Linked DNA regions of Mus musculus: region 1 is linked to region 2. The links are chromatin contacts, called in public HiChIP or PLAC-seq maps. All regions are on one chromosome and are shown on one strand. The core of a region is the stretch at or near the end of the contact, and the rest is flanking DNA. Distances in the headings are between cores, read along the strand shown. Region 1 overlaps Slc30a5 (solute carrier family 30 (zinc transporter), member 5). Region 2 holds the start of Mrps36 (mitochondrial ribosomal protein S36).

Evidence for each region. HiChIP or PLAC-seq counts read pairs in DNA pulled down with a chosen protein or histone mark.
Region 1: a contact with region 2 is called in an H3K4me3 HiChIP or PLAC-seq map of pro-B cells, with 2.4 times the contacts expected there. The contact joins the enhancer-like site here to the promoter of Mrps36 in region 2. A contact is called at or near these places in 8 of 39 promoter capture datasets (the C10 cell line, the HPC-7 cell line, hematopoietic stem and progenitor cells and 5 more), 1 of 15 datasets of contacts at CTCF or cohesin (CD8 T cells), 9 of 484 Hi-C or Micro-C datasets (CD4 T cells, CD8 T cells, Th17 cells and 6 more), 7 of 115 datasets of contacts at active chromatin or transcription factors (the 230-238 cell line, the HPC-7 cell line, the SCID.adh cell line and 3 more) and 3 of 9 other capture datasets (adipose tissue, liver and pancreatic islet).

The regions. Positions count from the first base shown.
Region 1 is chr13:100,813,128-100,817,983 of GRCm38.p6, forward strand. It overlaps Slc30a5 (solute carrier family 30 (zinc transporter), member 5), which reads right to left. Exons shown (of 16, transcript NM_022885.2): 7 at 3,882-3,958; 8 at 1,469-1,639; 9 at 556-844; 10 at 171-379. Among named protein-coding and RNA genes, the nearest start is that of Slc30a5, 18 kb to the right of the region's middle. Within about 2 kb of position 2,609, at least 11 of the 459 cell types and tissues checked have an H3K27ac peak or open chromatin away from gene starts, as enhancers often do. A contact at or near this core is called in pro-B cells, where this site is marked.
Region 2 is chr13:100,742,339-100,747,983 of GRCm38.p6, forward strand. Mrps36 (mitochondrial ribosomal protein S36) reads right to left here and starts at 2,321. Exons shown (of 4, transcript NM_025369.3): 1 at 2,192-2,321. The coding sequence starts at 2,230.

The DNA.
Region 1 (4,856 bases), core at 1,359-3,858, 71 kb after region 2:
AATTTCTACAATACTGCAAAGATTGTTTGCCTTGTTTGAATAGGATCATTGTTACCAACTAGAGAAAAATGTAAACTCAGCAGAAACTTGTAAAGTACTAAAATTACACATCCTCTCAAAATAAAAACACCGTGCTTTAAAAATATAGCACTGCTATTTAACAATCTTACCAGATTCAAGCACAAGAAGTAAAAGATCTGCCTAGAGTCGCTCTCCTCGAGAACCTGCTTTAGTGAGTCCTTAATGAACCTAGGCACCGACTGAGAGCTGTGCTGAAAAGCGTCCCCCATGAAGTGATAGAGTGGTGTTCCTTCAGGAGAATATCCAATAAGGGTACCTTTCTGTCCTCTCTTAGAGGGAGATGATAGAATGTTGGCCGCTACAAAGAGAAAAAAGAGAATGGTATGCATGTTTTGAATGTTTAAGCCACCAACACGGTCACTTTCTAAATTGAGTACTAAATTGTAAGTGCTCAACAATTTCTAAACTGAAGGCTTAAACATCAGAAACCATAAAAGTAGATTAATGAAAATAAAAATTTGGGCAAATGCTTACACAAAATGAAGAACACAGCGCTCACTACCACTCCTCCAGACAGGACGTGCTCTGTGCTCTCCTGGTGTGCTGCTCTGTTCATAGCCCGGAGTTGGTCTGTTATTGGGTGTGTCCAGAAATTTCCAAACAGGAGGGCACTAATAAAAATGGGAAAGGACCCATAGCGGGCACATTTGGACACGTCCATTTTGACTGAACAAACAGAATCCATATAGAAATCCAGGATCATGACAAAAAAGATGACTGTGGTGAAAGGCATGATGAGAGAGAACCAAGACTCAACCTTACTCTAGAAGAGAAAAACACAAACACCACAACCCACAGTCAGTGTTCTACAGAGACAAAGCTCATCAGCGTATACACAAACAGAAATACTCAGGCTCAGTATGAGTCACAAAATGCCAGCATGTAAGAGTCACAAAATAGTGGTACATTTTCCCAGGGTTCTCCAGGGTATTAACAACAAACCCCCACTGTTGCTGAATTTTATAAATAATAAGTAGCCAAAATCTCTGAGTTTAAGATTAACTGAGTTTTCTTCACAGGTGCCTTTGGATCATAAGAATGTAAATTATATGCAAATATAAGAGTATTTGACTTACACTTTTATAAACAATTAAAATTAACTCCAATGGGGGGGGGGACTAAAGAAAAAGCAAGGATAATTTAAGCCATTGTCAGTCTTAGATTAAAAAAATTTGGAACTAAGCCAAGTGGTGGTGGCAGCACTTGCCTTTAGTCCCAGCACCTGGGAGGCAGAGGTTGGGGCCGCCCTGGTCTATGGAGCAAATTACAGGACAGCCAAGGCCACACAGAGAAAACCTGTCCCATAAAGCCTGAAAAAAATGTCTGAATTGAAATTTCTTTCCAATAGTAACTCACTTTACTTGTTACCAGTAACTCTCAGCCTTACCTCAGTCGTCACAGAAAGAACAATCACCCATGGGCACAGGAGAAACACAGAAACAAGCTGAGATAAGGCCTGAAGGCGCTTAGCTCCACCAACATCTATAGAGAGCTTTCTGGAAGCCGTATGAAAACCAACTTTACAACATAAAGCCAGCACCAGCAAGAGTACTCCACCCTATGAGTGAAACGACAAAAGTCTCATTAAAACCACACATACTGTCTGTCATACTCATCTCCCTACAGATTTACGTTATTTAAAATTTTGAGACGAGCCTCACTATGCAGCCACAGCTGGCTTAGAACTTGCTGTGAAGCCCAGGGTGACCTCAAACTCAGAGATCTGTCTGCCTTTCTTTGTTTCCTAATATGGAGGACTGAACCAAGGACCCTGTACATGTTAGGCAGGCACTCTACCCACTGATCTACATTCCTTGCACTGTGTTATGTGTGTGTGTATAAAATGAGTCTTTGCACGTGTGTGCACAAGCGTAAGTGCACACACCGGAGGGCAGAAGAGGCCAGAGACCTCCTGTAACTGGAGTTACCGATGGTTTTCAGGTGCTGGGAACAGGTCCTTTTTGTAAGACCAGTAAGCACTCTTAACCACTGAGCCATAGCTTCAGCCGCCATTGTTCAATTCTTGAATATATATCTGAAGCAATGGAACTATTTCCCCAGCCCCTTCCCATACCCTCAATTATTTAATTATGTAAATGACAGGCAGTGTTTTGTATTTAGTAGTAACCTTAGCATCGTAACTTTATAGTGCTAAGGATCTGTGCTGGTTTGCCCAGGACAGGAAACACTCCTATCACTGAGCTATGCACTCTGTACTTGGTAGGGCTGAGAAACAATTATGCTCTGATAAATTTTCATGTTTTAAAAGTGTCATGTGAACTGGGCGTGGTGGCACACACCTTTAATCGTAGCACTTGGAAGGCAGAGGCAGGCAGATTTCTGAGTTTGAGGCCAGCCTGGTCTACAAAGTGAGTTCCAGGACAGCCAGGGCTGCACAGAGAAACCCTGTCTCGAAAAACAAAAAAAAAAAAAAAAAAGTGTTATGTGTACAATGTTTTGTCTACATGTATGTCTGTACACCACCTGCATGCCTGGTGCACTGGTTCCCCTGGGACTAGAGTTACAGATGGTTGTGAGCTGCCATGTGGGTGCAGGGGATCAAACAAGTCCTGTGGAGAACAGCAAAAGCTCTTAACGGCTGAGCCATCTCTTCAGCCCTGAGATAAGTTAGTTTAAATATAGTTTTTGGACAGTATTGATGATGTAGCCCAGGCTGGCCTGGAATTAGAGATCCTCTTGTCTCCTCAGTGCTAGGAGTAACAGCATGTGTTAGGTATAAATGAAATTTAAGAATTATAGACTCCACTGTGATGCAGGTTTAGAGGTAAAGGTAGGAGGGTCATCTCTGGCTACGCATCAGGTTCTCGACAGCCTGGGCTACACAAGGTCCTGTCCCCTGCCGCAGACCCTATGCCTGAGTAGAAAAGAGTCTCTAGAGTAGATGGGCAAGATTAGGATGGCGTGACAGACAGCCAAACACGCGAGAATGGTGTTGGATCTGAATGTAATTTTCCAGTCGAGCATCAGACTTTTATAATACAGAATAAATTGCAGAACAAGGCACATTGAATTTTTCTAGGTGCAAAAGGAGTGACTTCAAAAGGAACCAGATAAATGTATAACACTAGAGATTAGCACAGATGCAAGGGGAGTGACTACAAAGGGAATTTGTAGGGACCAGATAAATGTTTACATTAGAGATTAGCACTTTCTGCCAGGCAAGAGTTTTACACAAAGAGTTAAAAGCCTCAGGGTAGTTAACTCTTGATACGCCTCAAGGCTAATGTAGTGTCACTGACCCCAAAATTCTCTAGGCCTTGTTAATTCTTATCTATATCTGGAGACTGCCCATTTTCAGTATAGTATACTAATTTGCTCTTGGCATGGAATGTAGTCTCTAATACAAATTTCTATTTCAGTGAGAATATTAGACTCTATTTTCAGACACTAAATTAATGGCTAGTGCTTTATTAGCTACTGAATGGGTTAAGCTCCTTGCTGCTATCTGGAGTCTAAGAACACTGGGAAAAGGCTTTAGCTATGTTAGAATACAATCTTAGAAGGCATTTACTATAAGGTAATGCTTAATAGAGTGCACGTGAATCTATACACTAGACTAATGCGGGAATGGAAAAATTAATTTTATGGTTTATATAGATTAGGGAGAAAATGCCAGGCCCCCGGGAAGGGAGTTTCCTTGAAACCCTTTGCTTCATGAACCAGCTTCCCAGCTTTCGCTTTGTCAAGCTGACTCCACCAGAGTGCCGTGACAGTCCCCCACTCTCCCAAGTTATAGCTGCTGTGACCTTCCAATCACATTTGCAACAAAACGAACGTACCTTGTGATCTGCCACCCCTAAAAAGGCAATGGCTGTATAGAGCATGTGAGTTAGAGCACTATCATGATGTCCTTCCGCTGAGGAAACTCGAGTAAAGGAGAATACTCCAAATCCCAACCCCCAAAGCGCAAGTCCCATGTAAATTCTAGCTACTTTGTTTCTAGCTACAAACTAGTCTGGGTATGGCAAATTCAACTATCCTTAGTAGCATATTACTCTTGAAATCAAAACAATTTAATTCTAAAAATATAATTTATAAATTGGAATGGTCTATAGTTCTTTCATTTTTTTGTCCTTTTCCTCCTGTTGGCTTTTGAGCCAGAGCCTTAAAACACAGCCAAAAAGACTCTTGAACACTAGCCGGCCTGGCTTCTATGAGTACTGTTGCCTCCACCTATGACAGAACTTGAGGCGGTGAAAACATTTGGTTCTTAGCCTACAAGATACACGTGCAGGCACAGCATCTCCTTGGTCTACTCATGTCCCACAGAACCTAGGCTGCATCTTCAGTCTTGAACTTGCCGTCTTTACAGAGCAGGACCACACAGGCCCCAGCAAATTGAACAGCCATCAGGAGGGTGTGTCCAGAGTTACATGGATCAGAAGCAACCTGGAGCTCATCTCAGTATAACAAAGTAAACTTATAATATACAGTAAACTGCTATCAGCTTACTAATAAACTTCAGGATACTAAGTATCAGTATCAGAAGGAAACTGGTCCTGTGAGGACCGCAGAACAGACTAAGGTGCACGACTGGGAAAATCAGGGAGGTCACAGAGTAGAGTACAAATACTTGACTACAAGTTGGGTTCATGGGGTTAGCCCAAGCTGGCAAGAGTACTTAGGTAAAAACCAGGACAAGGGATTTAAACGTTTTGTTGTCTTCTAGCATCAGGACATTGTAAAATATGAGCACTGTAGAGAACAATGAGTATATTCTAAATATTCAACTTGGAGTGAATTTACTCTTTACT
Region 2 (5,645 bases), core at 1,071-3,570:
ACAAATGCCATTAAGTAGTCACCCCCCTATTCAGAAGCATGGATGGCTCTTTCTACTAGACAAGATTTCACCCCAATCTAAATATCAACTGTGGCTGGTTACTGCTGAGAAAGCTCACTACAGTTAAGGTCAGTAAGAATTAAAAGACAAAATAGCAACAAAACACTTATTCTGACTACACAATCTGTGTAAAAACTGGGGAAAAAAACGTGTAGAAAAATACAAATTATCTGAGAACACCTGTAATTCCTAAGCCTATAAATCCATTAAAATGATCGAAATCTTTGTTTCAGCTTTTTCCTTTATCTACAGAAATGTATATTGTAGAAAAACACTTTAAAAAAATTTTTTTTTTGCTTTGTAATTTGTGTGTGTGCATGTGGAAGCCAGAGGCTAAGCTTTCAGGAGTTGGTTCCCTCCTTCCACCCGGTGACCAAACTGAGGTCACAGAATCAAGTCCCCTCCCTTCTGAGCCATCGGAATGGAGTAAGAGTTTTCTTTTTCTTTCCTTTTTTTTTTCCTCCTTTCTTTTCTTATCTTTCCTTGCCTTTAAGAAGGGACTCTGTACGTGGCCCTGGCTGTCCTGGAACTCATTATGTAGACCAGGTTGGCTTCAAACTCAGATTCACCTGCCCCTGCTTGTGTGTGCATTTGTGTCTTTGTGAAATGTATGCATGTGTGGTATGTACATGCATGTGGAGCTCAAAAGTCAACACAGGATCTCCTCCTTCAGGCGCCCTGAACCCACAACTCATCGGTCTAGCTAGCTAGCGAGTTCTAGAGCCCTGCTAGCCTTCCCCTCTCACTCTCTAGGCTGAGGCTACAACCAGTGTGGGGGCTGGGATCGGACCCCCTGCCAATGCAGAAAGTAAGAATTTCCAAGCATGTCTTCAAATGCTTATCACTCCAGTGACTATATTCTTTTGCTATATCAATTCCTACATACACACCACCTTTATTTTTATTTTTTATTTTTTAGACTTAGTTTTACTACAGAGCTCTGGCTGTACCTCACTCTGTAGACCAGGCTGGCCTCTACCTCACAAGAGATCTGCCTACCTCTGCCTCCTGAGTGCTGGGATTAATTGAGCGTGCCACCATGTCCGCTCCTTTCCGCACTCCAGATTGAGTTATATATGCATTATTGACGTATGAGGTTATATAGGACAGATAACAGACTTTGTCAGCTACTCTGAGCTTGCAAAATCGTACTCAATGCTCCGTGCCTACCGACGGAATGCTTAACTGAAGATTATTCATTGCAATGGTTCCAAAGGTCTAGGGTCATCATTCCGACAACTTCAAGAGAAAATGTGTTTGTGCCCAAAAAAAAAAAAAAAAAAAGAAAAAAAAGAAAAAAAAGAAAAGCATATAAGTGAAGATTAATCTGAAAATACTCCATGTTCAGAATTTTAAAACTCTCTAATTACAAAAGGCTGTGTCCACTTACTCATGAATTGTTACGTCTCCTTCTTAGAGACCACAGCTGGAGAAGTAGATAAAAAAAAAAAAAGCTGTCAGCAGTTAGTAATTGATGGGTGGAATAGCAGTGTTACCATAGCTGCCTATCTAAGCACAGTGGAGAAAGGCTTGGCAAACCAACCCTGAAACACACATACTAGTAAGTATAATAAACTTAAATAGCATGAATTTTACTCATTCCCGCATCTCTAGCCAAGAGCCTGAAGAGATCAACTCTAACCAGCTCCAAGGGAGGTAGCAGGCAAAGGGGCCGGTTATCCGGCCATTCCCAAGTCCTTGAAGGGACACCAGATCAGATCCAGGATTTGCTTCCTTCCCCGCCCCGCTACGGCCTTCCTCCGGATTGGCTGGCTGGCGAACATCACGGACAATATTAAACAGCGATTGGCCGGACTGCTGGAGGGCAGCGTAGTCCGCAGACTACGAGGGCTAAGGAGGTGCTGGGGAATCCTCCGACCTCCGACGAGCACGAGCGGACACGACCAGAGGCCACCACCCGCCGCGGGCCTCGAACCCTTGGCGCCAGACCCAATTTACTCCGGGCCACCCTGGAGCCCGTAGGTTCCATTATCAGACACATACACCCGCTGGCCCTCCTCAGGGCCGCGGTCACGATGCATTCTCTGGCACCGCCTTTCCTCCCGGCGCTGCCGCTGCGTCTGCACCATCCCTCCCTCCCTTCCAAGCGCGGGAGCGGCCCGGGTTTTACCTGCACGACCCTGGTGGCGGAAGCCATCTTGCTGCCCATCGTGACCCCCGAGCAGGGGCAGCTTCCGGGGCGCAGACGAGCTGCAGAAGTATCTGGAGTGGGCAGCGTGGGGCGGAGCCTGTGTGATGTCACTGAGGAGCTATAAGGGACAACTCCACCCCTCTGCGTCCGCCCCGCCCCTCTTCCCGCCTAGACACTCACCTCTGGCCTTCCAATTACAACGTTGTGCTGTAACCAGTTGAACTATTTGGTTCGTCATCCTAAATTATCTAGGACCATTTCCCTCCTAGATAGCTAGTTTCTAATTTCAGTACAGTCCGAAATTTAATCTGAAACCACCTCTTGTGGCTTCCTAACACGAACGATTTTATTAAAACTTGGGAGTTACATAGATTCCCTCCCTTGCTCAACCATCCTCAGAGAAGTCTCCTGAAGCAGATGGGGATCACAGCCACAGCCAGGCAATATGCATCATGAAAGACCTTTGAACACTCAGCCTTAAAAGGAATATCTTCATTAAGTGCCTCCCCTCAGGGCTCAGGGAACTCTGCAAAAGAATAGGAGAAAAAAAGTGTTAAGACACAGAGGGGCTGGGTGGAGGACTCCAAAGAATCAAGGCCTTCTAAATACAACAGGGCTGGCACACATATAAACTTTCCAAGACAGCAGCAGCATGCATAGGGTGTGTATCAGATGGGGTCCTCGAGCTGAGAAAGAGTGTATACGTGTCCCCATCCCTAGCACAGATAGCCACTCCCAAATGAAAACTTAAAATTTTCTTCAAGGAAGTCTCACTGGGAAAACAAGCCACTCTTAAGGCCCTGTACCAAGCAGTAAATAGCCAATCCAAAATGAACTCAACAGCATTGCTCAAAGTCCTTTGTCTCATAAGGTTAAGTCAGGGCACTTTTTCTTTCAACCTTACATATTCTTTGCATGTGTATTTCGGATTCTGGTTTTGTGGTTTTTTTTTTTTTTTTATGAGATTCCTGGGTGTGAAGCGTGTGTGCTCTGCTCTTTCTTTCTTTCTTTCTCTCTCTCTTTCTTTCTTTCTTTCTTTCTTTCTTTCTTTCTTTTTTTTTAACATTTATTTATTTTGGAGTACACTGTACTGTCTTCAGACACACCAGAAGAGGGCATCAGGTCCTGTTACAGATGGTTGTGAGCCACCATGTGGTTGCTGGGAATTGAACTCAGGACCTCTGGAAGAGCAGTCAGTGTTCTTAACCACTGAGCCATCTCTCCAGCCTCCCTCTGTTTGTTTCTTGTAGCTGAAGTTCTGTGTAGGTCTGGAGATAGGAAGATTGGATCATTGGAGCTGTGTACATTTGGAAGATTACATCACTGGGGCTAGTTGGCCACCAACCTAGCTGCAGGTTCAATGAGAAACCCTGTCTCCAAGAAATAAGGCAGAGAGTGACAAAAATCAATACAGAAATCGTCCTCTGGCCTCAGGAGATATGCACAGGCACAGGCACACAAAGCTGGGCATGAGGACATGGATCTGTAACCCCATTACTGAGCAGGGGAGGGGGGCAAAAATGGACTGGTCCTAGGCCTTGCTAATCAGCTAGTCTAACTGAAATAGCAAGCTCCAGGTTTAACAAGACACCCTGCCTCAAAAATATAAAAATAAAAAAGCTTGAGGTAGAGGGTGCTGAAGAGATGGCTCATCAGGAAAGAGCACCGTTGCTCTTCAGAAGTCCCAGGCTCAAGTCGCAGTCAGTACTCACATGACTGTTCACAACCATCTGTGTGTGGGTGGGCTGTGGGTATGGGTACACACCAGTACACTCATGTAAGTACCACACACACACATAAACCAAGCCAAAAAGACAGTCAAAAATGTATTTAGAGGATACAAATATAGCTTAGTATTACAGCACTGGCTAGAATATCCAAGGCTCTTGAGTTCTATTCCTAGTGCCACCAAATAAAACGAGTGTAACTAATGACAGATGCCTATAATTCCAATCCTTGGGAGGTGGTAGCAGAAGAGTCAGAAGTTCGAGGCCAGTGTGTTCAAAACCAGCATGGACAACATGAGACCCCGTTTCAAAAAATCAAAACCAGGGCCAATAAGATGGCTCTGGTAAGGGAACCTGCGGCAAAGCCCAGTGAGTTAGGATCTACATAGTGGAAGGAGGACCCACACACAACGTGTTATCCTCTGCCCCCTCCTCTTTGTGGTGACTCTTGAGCCCTTGGACTGTACATTGGCACATGCTCTTTGAGAGCAAAGCGCCAGTTCTGAAGCAGGGGAAAGATAACTTGAAGTAGGTTTGGGCAATAAGGCCTGGGAAGCAAACTGAATGTGTAGTTATGGAGCACAGATAAAGGCTGGCAGGAAGCAATGAAGTTGAGGTAGAAGGCTGGTAGTGGGCTGAGGACCATCCTCGGGCAATTCATTTTGTCTGAAGAAATGGAAGCATCCCTTCCGCTAAACCTGAACTTACAGACAACTTCCGATATAAGTCATGGCTTGGAGCTTATGAAGTCTCAGCTGCATAAATTAGCATAAATTAGCTGGGGCTTAGAATGCTTTTAACTCAGGGGTGGTTAAAATACGTGTTTTAAAAATGAATTTATATTTGTTTTAATTTTATGTGTGTGGGTCTTTTGCCTGTGTGTATGTATGTGCATTGTGTGCATGCTTTGCCAGTGGAGGTCAGAAGATAGCGTGAGAACTCCTGGAGCTGGGAAATGGTCATGAGCTAGTGTGTGTGTGTGTGTGTGTGTGTGTGTGTTTGCACACCAGAGTCCCAGGCCAGAAGTGCTGTTCTGAGATAAATCCCAATTCATATGCCTTTGTCTTAAAAACATCCTCCTACATTGGAAGGGTCTTTCCATGTACCCCTAGCAGGCCTGGAACATACTATGTAGACCAGCTAGTCTCAAACTCACAGAAATCTGCCTTTTCTGTCTGCCGAGTTCTAGATTTAAAGATGCACGCCACCACAATCAGCATGGAAATAGTTTATATACAAAAAACTTTGAAGAGAAAAAAAAAACGCTTAAACTAGGTGTAGTGAAACAACCTTATCTATGAATCCCAGCACTTAGGAGGCTACAGCAGGAAGATCTTGAATTCAAAGCCAGTCTGGACAAATAGTGAGACCCAGAGACCCTGTTCTGAGAGGGGGCAGGCTGGGGCAGGGTGGGGCAGGGTGGACAGGGAGGGCAGGGGCAAGGTGAATTTACGGGATGCAATTTCCACCAGGTCATTTGAGAAGGTCTTTGTTAGGACTGCATGCAAGTGTAGATGACAGCTACCTCCTAACTATTGCCTTTTACCGCTTCTCTCCTGAATCAGAAATGCAGGGTGAAATGTCAAGATCTATGTGTCTGAAAACTTCTGGTATCCTACGTTCTATAATAAAACCAAGAGAGCGGCGATCCATCTGAGAGTCAGCCATGCGAAGATATTTCTAGGGGGGTAGAAGAGATGGCTCAG